Linked DNA regions of Mus musculus: region 2 is linked to region 1. Evidence: chromatin contacts called from public promoter capture Hi-C data. All regions are on one chromosome and are shown on one strand. The core of a region is the stretch at or near the end of the contact, and the rest is flanking DNA. Distances in the headings are between cores, read along the strand shown. Region 1 holds the start of Ankrd7 (ankyrin repeat domain 7). Region 2 holds the start of Tspan12 (tetraspanin 12).

The links. Promoter capture Hi-C pulls out the DNA fragments that hold promoters and counts their contacts.
Region 2: a contact with region 1 is called in a promoter capture Hi-C map of hippocampal neurons, with 5 times the contacts expected there. The contact joins the promoter of Tspan12 here to the promoter of Ankrd7 in region 1. A contact is called at or near these places in 1 of 39 promoter capture datasets (hippocampal neurons) and 1 of 115 datasets of contacts at active chromatin or transcription factors (astrocytes).

Annotation. Positions count from the first base shown.
Region 1 is chr6:18,864,262-18,869,769 of GRCm38.p6, forward strand. It overlaps Ankrd7 (ankyrin repeat domain 7), which reads left to right and starts at 2,057. Exons shown (of 6, transcript NM_029202.2): 1 at 2,057-2,466; 2 at 3,721-3,835; 3 at 3,983-4,156; 4 at 4,972-5,078. The coding sequence starts at 2,222.
Region 2 is chr6:21,849,740-21,855,247 of GRCm38.p6, forward strand. It overlaps Tspan12 (tetraspanin 12), which reads right to left and starts at 2,794. Exons shown (of 9, transcript NM_173007.4): 1 at 2,667-2,794; 2 at 2,273-2,428; 3 at 1,271-1,406. The coding sequence starts at 1,336. It overlaps Gm30270 (a long non-coding RNA gene), which reads left to right and starts at 2,679. Exons shown (of 2, transcript XR_377371.2): 1 at 2,679-2,987; 2 at 3,530-4,044.

The DNA.
Region 1 (5,508 bases), core at 807-3,306:
AGACACTATTGCATATGTCAGCAAGATTTTGCTGAAAGGACCCTGATATAGCTGTCTCCTGTGAGGCTATGCCAGTGCCTGGCAAATACAGAAGTGGATGCTCACAGTCATCTATAAGATGGAACACAGGGCCCCCAATGTAGGAGCTAGAGAAAGTACCCAAGAGCTGAAGGAGTCTGCAACTCTATAGATGGATCAACAATATGAACTAATCAGTACCTCCAGAGCTCATGTCTCTAGCTGCATATGTATCAGAAGATGGCCTAGTTGGCCATCATTGGGAAGAGAGGCCCCTTGGTCTAGCAAACTTTATATGCCCCAGTACAGGGGAACACCAGGGCCATGAAATGTGAGTGAGTGTGTAGGGGAGGCGGACGGGCGGAGGGTATAGGGGACTTTTGGGATAGCGTTTGAAATGTAATTGAAGAAAATATTTAATAAGAAATTTTTAAAAATTTAAAAAATTACTTAGTTAATTAAATTAAAAAAAAGAAAGAAAGAAACTCAAATCTAGGTGTAGTGGGGATTTTGGTTTCTTTAAAAACACACAAATGTTGTTTTTATCTTAATATGAGGCTGCCTCAGATTGTCCACAGCATGCATGATTCATCTCTGACAGGGGTCTGATTTTGAAAGGTGAAGATAGTTTATATTTGGAATTCTGGGAACCCTTGAGAGGGTATATCAAGTGTCCCAAGAGAGGTGGCAGCTGCTGATGCCCTTGCTGTTGCTGTTGCTGCTGTTTGGGTGCTGTTGATTGCTGCTTATTTCATAGAAGGAATTTATTTGCCTCAAGGAACTTGATACCCTAATCACCAGGAAGTAGTCTCATGATGCCAACACCCCATTTCCAGTCTAGTATTCTTTCTCTCCTGCCTAGTGTTGTGGGGTTGGAAAGGGATATGGATTAGGGTGGTAGAAAGGGGGAATCTATAAAGTAGCCAAAAGTCTTTTGTTTTTTTATGTGACATATCCTAACACATATTTATCCTAATCAGAATTAGTGATCAGAGAAGTAAACTTGTAAGACATAAGGAAGTCAGGGGAGATTTTACTTAAGCAATGTTATCAGGTAGGCTACAGTGTCTAGGGCACATAGAATGATACTGGCTTTTGATAGTAATGTGGACATATAACCTACATGAAAAAAATGGCAAGATGGGTTTTTTGTTTGTTTGTTATTGCTTTGGATAAGATGCAGGTAATTAGGTAGGTTTATTTGACTCGTGTAGAATTTCTCTACTGTGATTCTCAAACAATTATGAAGCAAAGTCATTAGCCAAGGGGCATTGAAGAGAAATGATGTAACAGGGGAGAGGAAAGGGACAACAGTTGGGGTAGGAAACTAGTTAAGTGTTGATGGACAGAGTAGCAGTCTTCTTAAAGGTCATGTTCTTGAACTGAAAAGGAAAACCGACGGCATGGTGGTTCCCTTTAGTCCTATTCAGAGTCTCAGAGTAGATAAAACAGGTTAGAGTTTACTAGGGCTTAGGTTTAAAGGACATAAGCAGAACAGGCACATTTACTGACTACATTTACATGGAAGGGATTTTAATGAGTGGAATTCAGTCTGGTTAAGTAGAACACAGAGCATACAGGGAAAGGTGGACAAGGGCAGGGAAAAGCAATAGAGTTAATGAGCCTTAGATACATTGAGCTCAGTCGTCAACGGACTTTTAATTTTTTAAGTAGACAAGTTAAGGTGGAACATGAGGGGCATGTTTACAAAGTGTGCTTAAAATTGAGATCATCCAGAGATGATAGGTATAACAAGCTATAGCACGTGACCATGCAAGCGGAGACAACACCACGGGCAGAAATCCACCTTCTTCAACCCACATTGATTTGGTTAAATTAACAAGCGATTTCATCCATCCTTGAAGGAAAATGGGCTATACACTAATAGGTTTCTATCCAAGGCTCAGGATTTAACGGCAAGATTGTGTATGTGGCCATAATACCAAAATCAATCAAATATGAAAATCCAGTTCCGCTAACTGGATCACAATCAAGGCTGCAGCTGCGCAGTAGAAGCTCTGCACAGTTTCTAGGCAACAGATATAGCTGCTTTGGTCCCTGGCTATAGCCAGGCAAAGATTCTTGTCAGCACACAAGTCTAGATTTGGTCAGATCGAGAGGCAATTGTGAACAAGGTGGTTGCGGCAGAGGACCCGGGCTGTTGGTTAGGATTCCCAGGAACATCTTACTTAGAGATCTTACCATGAAGAAGTTCTTCCCCTTCAGGGGAAAGAGGAAGACAGATGATTCCCACAGCCACTCCTCAGAAGTGCCCATTAGCCTGGCCAAAACCGCACCGCCCAGCCTGTCCATAGGTGGAGGATATCACCTTCGAGATAAGCACTTAAAGAAACTTCATAAAGCTGCTACCATTGGCAATGAGCAGAAGCTGAAGGATTACCTTGAACGCAAGAAATACAATGTGAATGGGCGGGACAAAAGAAGCAGGTGACCGGAACCTAGGGTCTAGAGAGGAACTGGGGAGGACAAGCTGGGGCAGCTGGCTGTTCCAACTATAGAGAAAGCATGTCAGGGCTGTAGAACCTGGGTGTCATTCTGTGGTTTCCTGAACAGCATCACTGTCTTTGGCATAGGGTCACACATAGGTTTTGGCTCCTTAACTTGCGCATGTTTGCTTGGCTCACTGTTTTCTCTTACATTGGCTCTTTTGCTTCTTGGTATGCGTTGTGCCCCACGGGAGGGTGTATGTGTGTGAGGAAAGGCTATCATCAAGAAGGAAATTACAAAGTCTCTAAGACCTGGAAATACCAAAATAAATAACATCGTTTTGTTTAAAGAAATTTGATAACTTTACATAATGTAACAAACTTCCTTGGGCAGACAATGGTTGCCTTTCTTCTTTTGTGTTACACATTCGGGTTTTTTTTTTTTTTTCTTTTTTTTTTTTTTTTTTTTTTTTTCTTTTCTCTGAGACAGAGTTTTTCTGTGTAGCCCTGGCCGTCCTGGAACTCACTCTGTAGACCAGGCTGGCCTCGAACTCAGAAATCCACCTGCCTCTGCCTCCCAAGGGCTGGGATTAAAGGAGTGCGCCGCCACCATCACCCGGCACACATTCGTGATTTGGCTGAGACCAGAAGCGGGCACTAGATCCCCTGGTCCTGGAGTTCGTGAATAATGTAGCAAGCTTATTTATTTTATCACACATTTCACATACTGCCTGGTTTACATAGTTGTTACATATATTTGCAACATTGGAAATGACAATACCACTTGATGGGCAGAGAAATACACAACAGGGAGAAAGATGCCTTTGACATTGCCCTTTGTATTAGTTAGGGATGTTTCTTAAGTTTTGGAGAGCAATCTGAATTGTGTTAGGGTATCTTATTTTATCATCTATTCTGAAGTCCAGATACCATTTGTTTTTCTTTCTTTCTTTCTTTCTTTCTTTCTTTCTTTCTTTCTTTCTTTCTTTCTTTCTTTCTTTCTTTCTTTCTTTTAAATCAGGAAGAAAAAAAATCTTTTAATTTAATAGAGCTAATTTTCTTTAAAATGATATTTAATTTTCAAGACATTTGTTTAGCTTTTAAAATTCATTAAAATCAATTATAGGTAGCATAATTTTTATTAAATATAAGCGAAGACATAAAACAGATATATTGATATTTAATCTTATTGTTCATGGGTATAATAAATAATTGAGATGTATCTCTAACTTCATGTTTTATTGTATCAATATAGAACACCTTTGCATTTGGCCTGTGCTAATGGATATACAAATATTGTCTCTCTCTTAATTGAGAATCAATGCAAAATTAATGTCCAGGATAGTGAAAACAGAACCCCATTGATTAAGGTGTGTTCCATTTTTCTTCTTTTTAAGTGGAGTGTATTTGAACACTTATTCTAGTGAAATTTCATGTTTTAAGTTGTAACAATAAATGTTCATTCATGTACCTGAAATAGGAAGTTGTCCACTCATTTATTCTTGTTCCACTAGCAGGCAGTAGAGTGTCAACAGGAGAGTTGTGCTACGGTTCTTCTTCTTCATGGTGCAGATCCAAATCTGGTAGATGTTTATAGTAATACGGCTCTCCATTATGCTGTTTGTGGCCAAAATATTTCATTAGCCAATAAATTGCTTCAATATAAAGCCAATCTTGAAGCCAAAAATAAGGTAAGTATCTATGAAAGGAAATATTCATTTCAGAAATTTGTAGAGTATTAATTGCAGATAATTCAGATAGCAGAAGCATATACTTTAATGTAATGAATTTGCCAAACTGAATTGAAAGAATAGGTTATCAAAATCCGATAATTTCCTTCTTTTAAAAGTCTTTGCACTTCATTTTAGACCTTTCATTGTAGACCTTAATCCTGATGTACAAAGAAATGTTTCTATCGTGATAATTTTATAGCCATATTACATAAGAATGTTTGGGTTCTTTACAAATTAGTATTAACATAAAATAATAAACCTCATCTGTTAAATGGTTATTACTGCATAATAGTGATAAAGTTGAATTGAAAATCAGTCATTATGCTAAAAGTAGCCTAATTCTCCCTTTGAACTTTAGTGGATGTAACTGAAAAATAATTTTTAGAAAAGCACTTTGTCACTTCATTTCAGTGATCTTTGTGTATATGATATTTTTGGAGATCATTAAATAAAACTATAGAAACAATTATACATAATTGTATATGTATTTGAGATAATGGGATACAAAACATATAAATGATATTCATAACTGGATCACTTTATACCTATGATTTGCATTAAGCTTTGAATACAAATTATCTCTTAAAAATCTAGCAGCCCGACCTTAATTTGTTTGTTGGTATTTAAAGTCAGATATTTTTAGGTATTAAAATCCTTTAAAAATTAAAGTATGCATTCAAGAGTTTCTTATAAACATACTTAAAAATTGTACTTAAATCTAAAATCCACAATTAAAAATTATTTAAGTAATTATTTTGAAATACTATTTACAGGACGGTCACACTCCGCTTTTACTTGCTGTTGCTGAAAATAATGAAAATATGGTAAAATTCCTTCTGAAGAAAGGAGCAGATGTAAATGCATCAGATAAAAACCACAGGTATAGGTATAATAAATAATACTAAATAGGATGTCATGTAATTACAGCTTATTAATAATAATATATAAATATGAATATATTCATTAATTATACATCTGTGATATTTTAACCACCTGGTATGATTTAGGGCAAATTACCTATACTTCTCAAATGTTCCTTTTTTTTTTCGATCTATAAAATCAAACTGCTTAATTATTTGGGTAGCTGTAAGTTATTATCATCATTTATAATAACTTTCAAATCTTGCATAGGAGCCAGTGTTGTAGTTAATGGGAGAGAAGAACTAGGGTGCCCAACAGTCCCGCCTATGGAATTTTGAGACCTCTTGAAAGCAGGAGGCTTCCAGGAGGCAGGGTTTGAAAAGCACTGAATCATCTGCTTCCAAGTGACTTTGTGTGTTTAGGTGTCTTCCTTTGGTCTGTCATTGCTG
Region 2 (5,508 bases), core at 1,544-4,043, 3.0 Mb after region 1:
GGCGATCACTGAGAAGATGAACGTAGGCAAGTGAAAACTTAGCAGTAAGAGTAATTTCTATGCATTTTAGAAGAAACAGAGCGCAAAGTCTCAAAACCTGGTAGCTAAGTAGGTAAGTTAATGAGCAACTTTCAAATGTGCCCTTTTAGAATTAAGAGGCACAGTAACATCGATGAGTGATTTTTCTGTTTGCAAATGGTGAGTGTAATTACTCAATGCTTAACTTTTTCATATTAAGTTTTAAAAGTTGTCCTTTTAGACAGTGCTCAAACGATTTATTAAAGACTTAATTTGTCATCTTAGAATGCTGTCAATCCAAAAGGAGCAATTTAACAAAAATATCCCCCTCTAGAGACCAGCTGTAATAGCTGTCAGGAAATAAGGGGGCTAGCCAATGCCAGACAGACGAGAAATAAATATACTGCATACTAAAATTTCCAACAGGAAACGTTGAATATAAATTATTAAAGGAACACAAAAATGGCACAAGAGAACTTACTTAAGTATGACAACCTTCTGAAGTAACATTCATAATTTTAATACTCGTATTTCCGTAAGCATTATAAATAATACTACACTAACACTTGGTGAAAACTTGGATAGAAGACACCAAAAGTCACTAACTCATGCAGTGTAATTTCCGTGGGCTTTTAAATTGTATGTATTTTGTTTCCTCAGATGGATGTGTTGTTTCCTCAGATGGATGTGTTTTTTTTTCCTAATATATACATATAATTCCTCAAACATTCCCAACTTAGAAATAGTTATAAGAAAACCACTTTTTGGACTATATGGAATTCCCTTTAAAAACGTATCCAGACTTTTGGTAAGATATCTAGGTGTGACTCTTTCCAAAGATATATTAAGAGTAGTTGCCCCAACAAGTTTTCATAGGCTGTGGTGGTGACGTATAGAAAAAATGTAAGGCTTGCACAGTTATCTAAAATTCCTGCAAACTAGCGGTTCCCGAGTAGTCTGTCATAGTCTCTTATCTTCCAGTACAAGCACGTGCACTTATTTATATCCTTAGATTAGCTTCATGTTACTTGGCACTTGTATACAGGAGCGGCTTTTTTTTTTTTTCTAATTTCAGATGGAACTTGAGCTAGATCAAAGGTATTCGAAGAAGGTCAATTTTTACTTCTCTGACCAACAGAGGATGTGATCTCACGCCGTTAATTCACGCTGAGCCAATGCCCTTTGGCGCCTTATCTGGTAGTTGAGAAAACCCAATCTAGCCATCCCCACCCGCTGGGATAGTAGGACTTACCCAAAAGAGCAGGTTGAGGGCGTAGAGCAAGCAGCGCAAACACTTCACGGAATCTTCTCTGGCCATTGTGAGTCTTGGGAGGGAGAAACCCCATCCTCTCACCACATTCTACTGGTCCAGGCAGAGCCCCGGCGATCTGCAGGGGCGGGCACAGCAGAGAACTACCTTCACAAGTGAACCCCTCTGCCAGCCCTCAGCTGGGTCCCCAGGATCCCCAAGCCTAGTTTATTTCAGACGTCCTCTCATCGAAACTCATTTGTTAGAGTCTTAAAGGGAATAAAACTCCCAAAAGTCCTCACATGGCATCGGATAACACCTGCTGCCAAGAGAAAAGGTTAACTCTCTGGATGAATGTACAGTAAACTAGTTTTCCCAGGGGACCAGTGGCATGGCCCTTGAGACTTTCTTTGCTGTCTCCTGGGGGACAGCTTTGTGACTCTGGAGATGCCACAGGCTCCAGTGCTATCCCTATTCCCAAGGACGGACACACACACACATCGACCTCTCGGAGCACAGGAATGCCCTTCTCTGGGCAGCTCCTGGGCCCTACCTCCCTGCTCCCACCCCACCACCGGGTCGCACAGCTCGGGTGTGAACTCGGGAGCCACTGGGGGCGCAGCACAGAGCTGGGATCCCGCCCGGTGACTAGGGTTTCTTTGGAAGAACGTGAGAAATGCAGTTTGTCCTCCGGGAATAATGGATGAGCCTGGGGCGGGATGGCGGGGAGGAGAAATTGGGGAGTCAGGGCCGGTGCGGCAGTACCCAAGCCGGACCGGTCATCATTCACTACCACCCCCGCCCCCCCGGACGCGCAACCTCGGGGTCCCGCGTGCCGCCGCGACACTGAGGTCCCCGCCGCCCGCAGAGCACAAAGCCTGCGCGGTCAGGCAAAGTCACCGGCGGCCGCACGCCCCCGGCAGGACGCACCGCGCAGGGCAGAAGCCACTCCGGCAGGCGGCAGGGACCGCGGGCAGGAGAGATGTGGGACTTGTGGCCACTCACCGTTCGAGCTGCGCTCCTGCCGGGGAACAGTCGGGGACACACAGCAGACACTCATCCGGGCAGGGACGCTCCTCCCGGAGAGCCAAAGGGATGCATCGGCGCCAGCAGCAGACGCTTCCTTGTCTTCCTCTCTCCAACCGTCGGCGTCGCTAACTCCTGGGAAAAAGAAAAAAGAAAAAAAAAAAAAAAAAAAAAAAAAAAAAAAAAAGTCCCGGGCAGCAGACGCTGGAAAGTCTCTGCTAAGCCACCTCCCAACGCCGCTGTCCCTCCCAAGTCCTCGCCAAGTCCGGACAAGGCAGCAGCGGCAGCCAGGGCCAGCTGCACAAACTCTCAGCGCATGCTCGGCCGCTGGCTGCCGGGTTGGGTCCTAGTGGGTGTTTCTTGTCCCTCTTACCCAGAGTGACACCCCAGAGAGATTCTTCACCTCTGCGAGATAGAATGCCGGAGAGATTAAAAACCTGCAAAACTAGGAGGAGTCCTTGCAGCACACCCCTTTAAAATGGTACCGTCGTGGGAATGGAGGGTGGGTTATAAGGAAGCAGGCTTTTTATTATATGAAAATATTTGTGTTTGAGAAGGGGGGCCACCGGTGGCCCAACCCAATTCCTGCAATGAGAGACGAGTTTTCAGGACCTTTGTGGAGCCGCCTCCGGTGACTTGTCATTAATGTCCTGCCCTGTGAACCTTATTGATTTGTTGCACTCCCCGATCAAAAGTAGGTAAATAAATATATAAAATAACATTTCTTTCCCACTCTGATCTACTAACATTTGCAAAAACCATCAATGTATCTCTATACAGATTTAGCATCCAGATAGGGAAAAGATCAGGCAATTCTTTCACAAGTTTCCAAAGTTTTTAAACTTTCTCCTGATACTGTGGTGTCTTGGCAATGTTGGTGATTTAATCTGGAAAGGCACATAGGGTAGTGAATCTTTGGAAGCCGCCTTGATTTTTTTTTTTTTTTAACTAGAGATTCAGTAGGGTATCACAGGAACCACATCACAAGAATCACAAAGCATAGCTCCAAACCTATCTTCTATTTCAGAAGTAAGACATTTTCACACTTAAAAATTAAAATTGCTGGCTCATGTTGCTCCCATAAAAGATTAGGTTTTATCCCTCACAGTAGTATATGTTGCTGTGACCATTTGTTTCCTCGTCAAATAGGAAAAACAAAACAAAAAAAAAAAACAAAAAACAAAAACAAAAACAAACAAACAAACAAAAAACTCACCAAAAATTGTGTTACCTTAGATCCAAGCAACATCTTTGAGAAAAACTAATAATCGGAGTCTTCGGGGCAACATGCAGCTGTGGTCTGTATCCATCATCACCTGTCTGCTGTGTGGCCAAAGTGACAAGGAGACGTGCTCTAAATTGGTTGGTACCGAGGTCAAGACCATGAGAGTCAATATGGATGCCCAGGCCTAGGGTATTAACATTCCTCCTAAGCAAATCACTAAGACAAGTTCTAAAAAGCAAACAAGGACAGCCATCCACACAAATTGCCAAGGAAATCGTCAGTCATCCATCAGATGGCCCCCACTCCAGCAACAGAGTGGCTTCAGAAATTGTGGGAGGAGCTAAGAGAGCCGCTTTCATCCCTTGTGTTCACAGGCAAGCGCAAGGTCAGCTGCCTGCGACTGAAACAAACCACCATCCAAACTGTGTGCTGCCACACAGTTCCTGAGAGACCTAAAATTTTCTTCATACAAGGGAGGCTTTGACATTAAAAGGAAGAAATGAATGCCCATAATAAAAATAAAAACTATCTTCCATTGCTAGAAGATTGATTGGTAAATGCTTTCTGCATAATCCATAAATTCCTCGGGTTCACCTACCTGATACACACCTACATGATAAACTAGTAATACAGATGAAAGGTCTTTAAAAGTATGTTTGTCCTCCATCTTCATAGTAAATAAGAAATGAGGGACAGATTAGTAGCCTCACGTGGCCAACTCTTAGTGCAATTGGAGTCAGGCGACCATCTGGAATCCAGAAACACCCTGAAGCTCTGGTGAACCCCAGAACACTGAAGTCAGAGTCTCCAAAAGTGTGGCCTTAGCTAGCATGCAATTTATTTCACCATTTCCAAACATTTCCATTTACTGAGTGCGCAGTAAAGTTTAAAAATCTACTAGGCTTTCCTGGAAGCCTCAAATGAGCAGAAGAGCCTCTTTGGGGTGTAGTGGGATTAAATTCCTCACCTGCCAGTTGAAAAACTGAGAATATCCCCCTCTTTCTAAGCAAGAAGAAAACAACTGTAGTTATTTCACTAATACTCCCAACAAATTGTCTTCAGAAGCTTAATCAACTTCAGTAGGAGAGACCTCATTACATTTAAAATATTGCAACACGGGGCAGCTGTCATGGCCTCTACTTGACTATACCTCTTGACACTTCTCTGCCCCTATTCTGCCTTTATAACTTCAGCGAGGTCTCCTGTTAGGAAGCTCTTGACTACAGTGATGGGAATCACAGCTGCCATTCTCACCACACCTGTAGCTTTCTCAACCAACATTCACTACATGGGTATCATTACAATTTGAGTGCGGAGTAACATATTTGTATATCCTGCTCATTGCCAGGGAGGCAGAAGCCCCTTCTAAAGAAGCATGCACTTCATTAAGTATTATTTGGTGTGTGGCACATGCTGTAGCTCTCTCCAGCTGAAAATATTAAAAATAAAAGTCCCTGACTGCTCAGGAAAGGGAAAACAGTTCTTTCTTGCTTGTTTAATGGTCATAATGTGAATAAGATGTGCATTTACAAGCACCTACTCATCAATTCCAGAGTTAAAAGCAAAACTCGGGAGTGTGGTAAGACAGATGACAGCTCCTCTCTCCATAAGCCACTGTACCTGTCCTACCTACAGTGTGGAGAGGAAGGGACAGCAAGGTGTTTGGTTACACGAAAGAGTTTTGCTGGCTTCTGAGCACAAAGAGTGGCTCTTCACAATCGTGAAACAAAGGAGGCTAATGGAGGTCTTGGGGTTTGTTTGTTTGTTTGTTTGTTTTCTTTTTTTTTAAACAAGTCTTATGTATATATAACATGATGGCTGTTGCCCACAATGACACAGTAACTTCTCATAACTGTGATAGAGTACTGTGTGACTCAATTGACTGCTTCAGGGCTGCCCAGTCATCGAGCAAAGGAGAAACTAAGATTTGGTTTCTAAATAAAGTTTATCTTCCTCTTGCCACTGGTAACTTGTACACAGCATCTCAAAT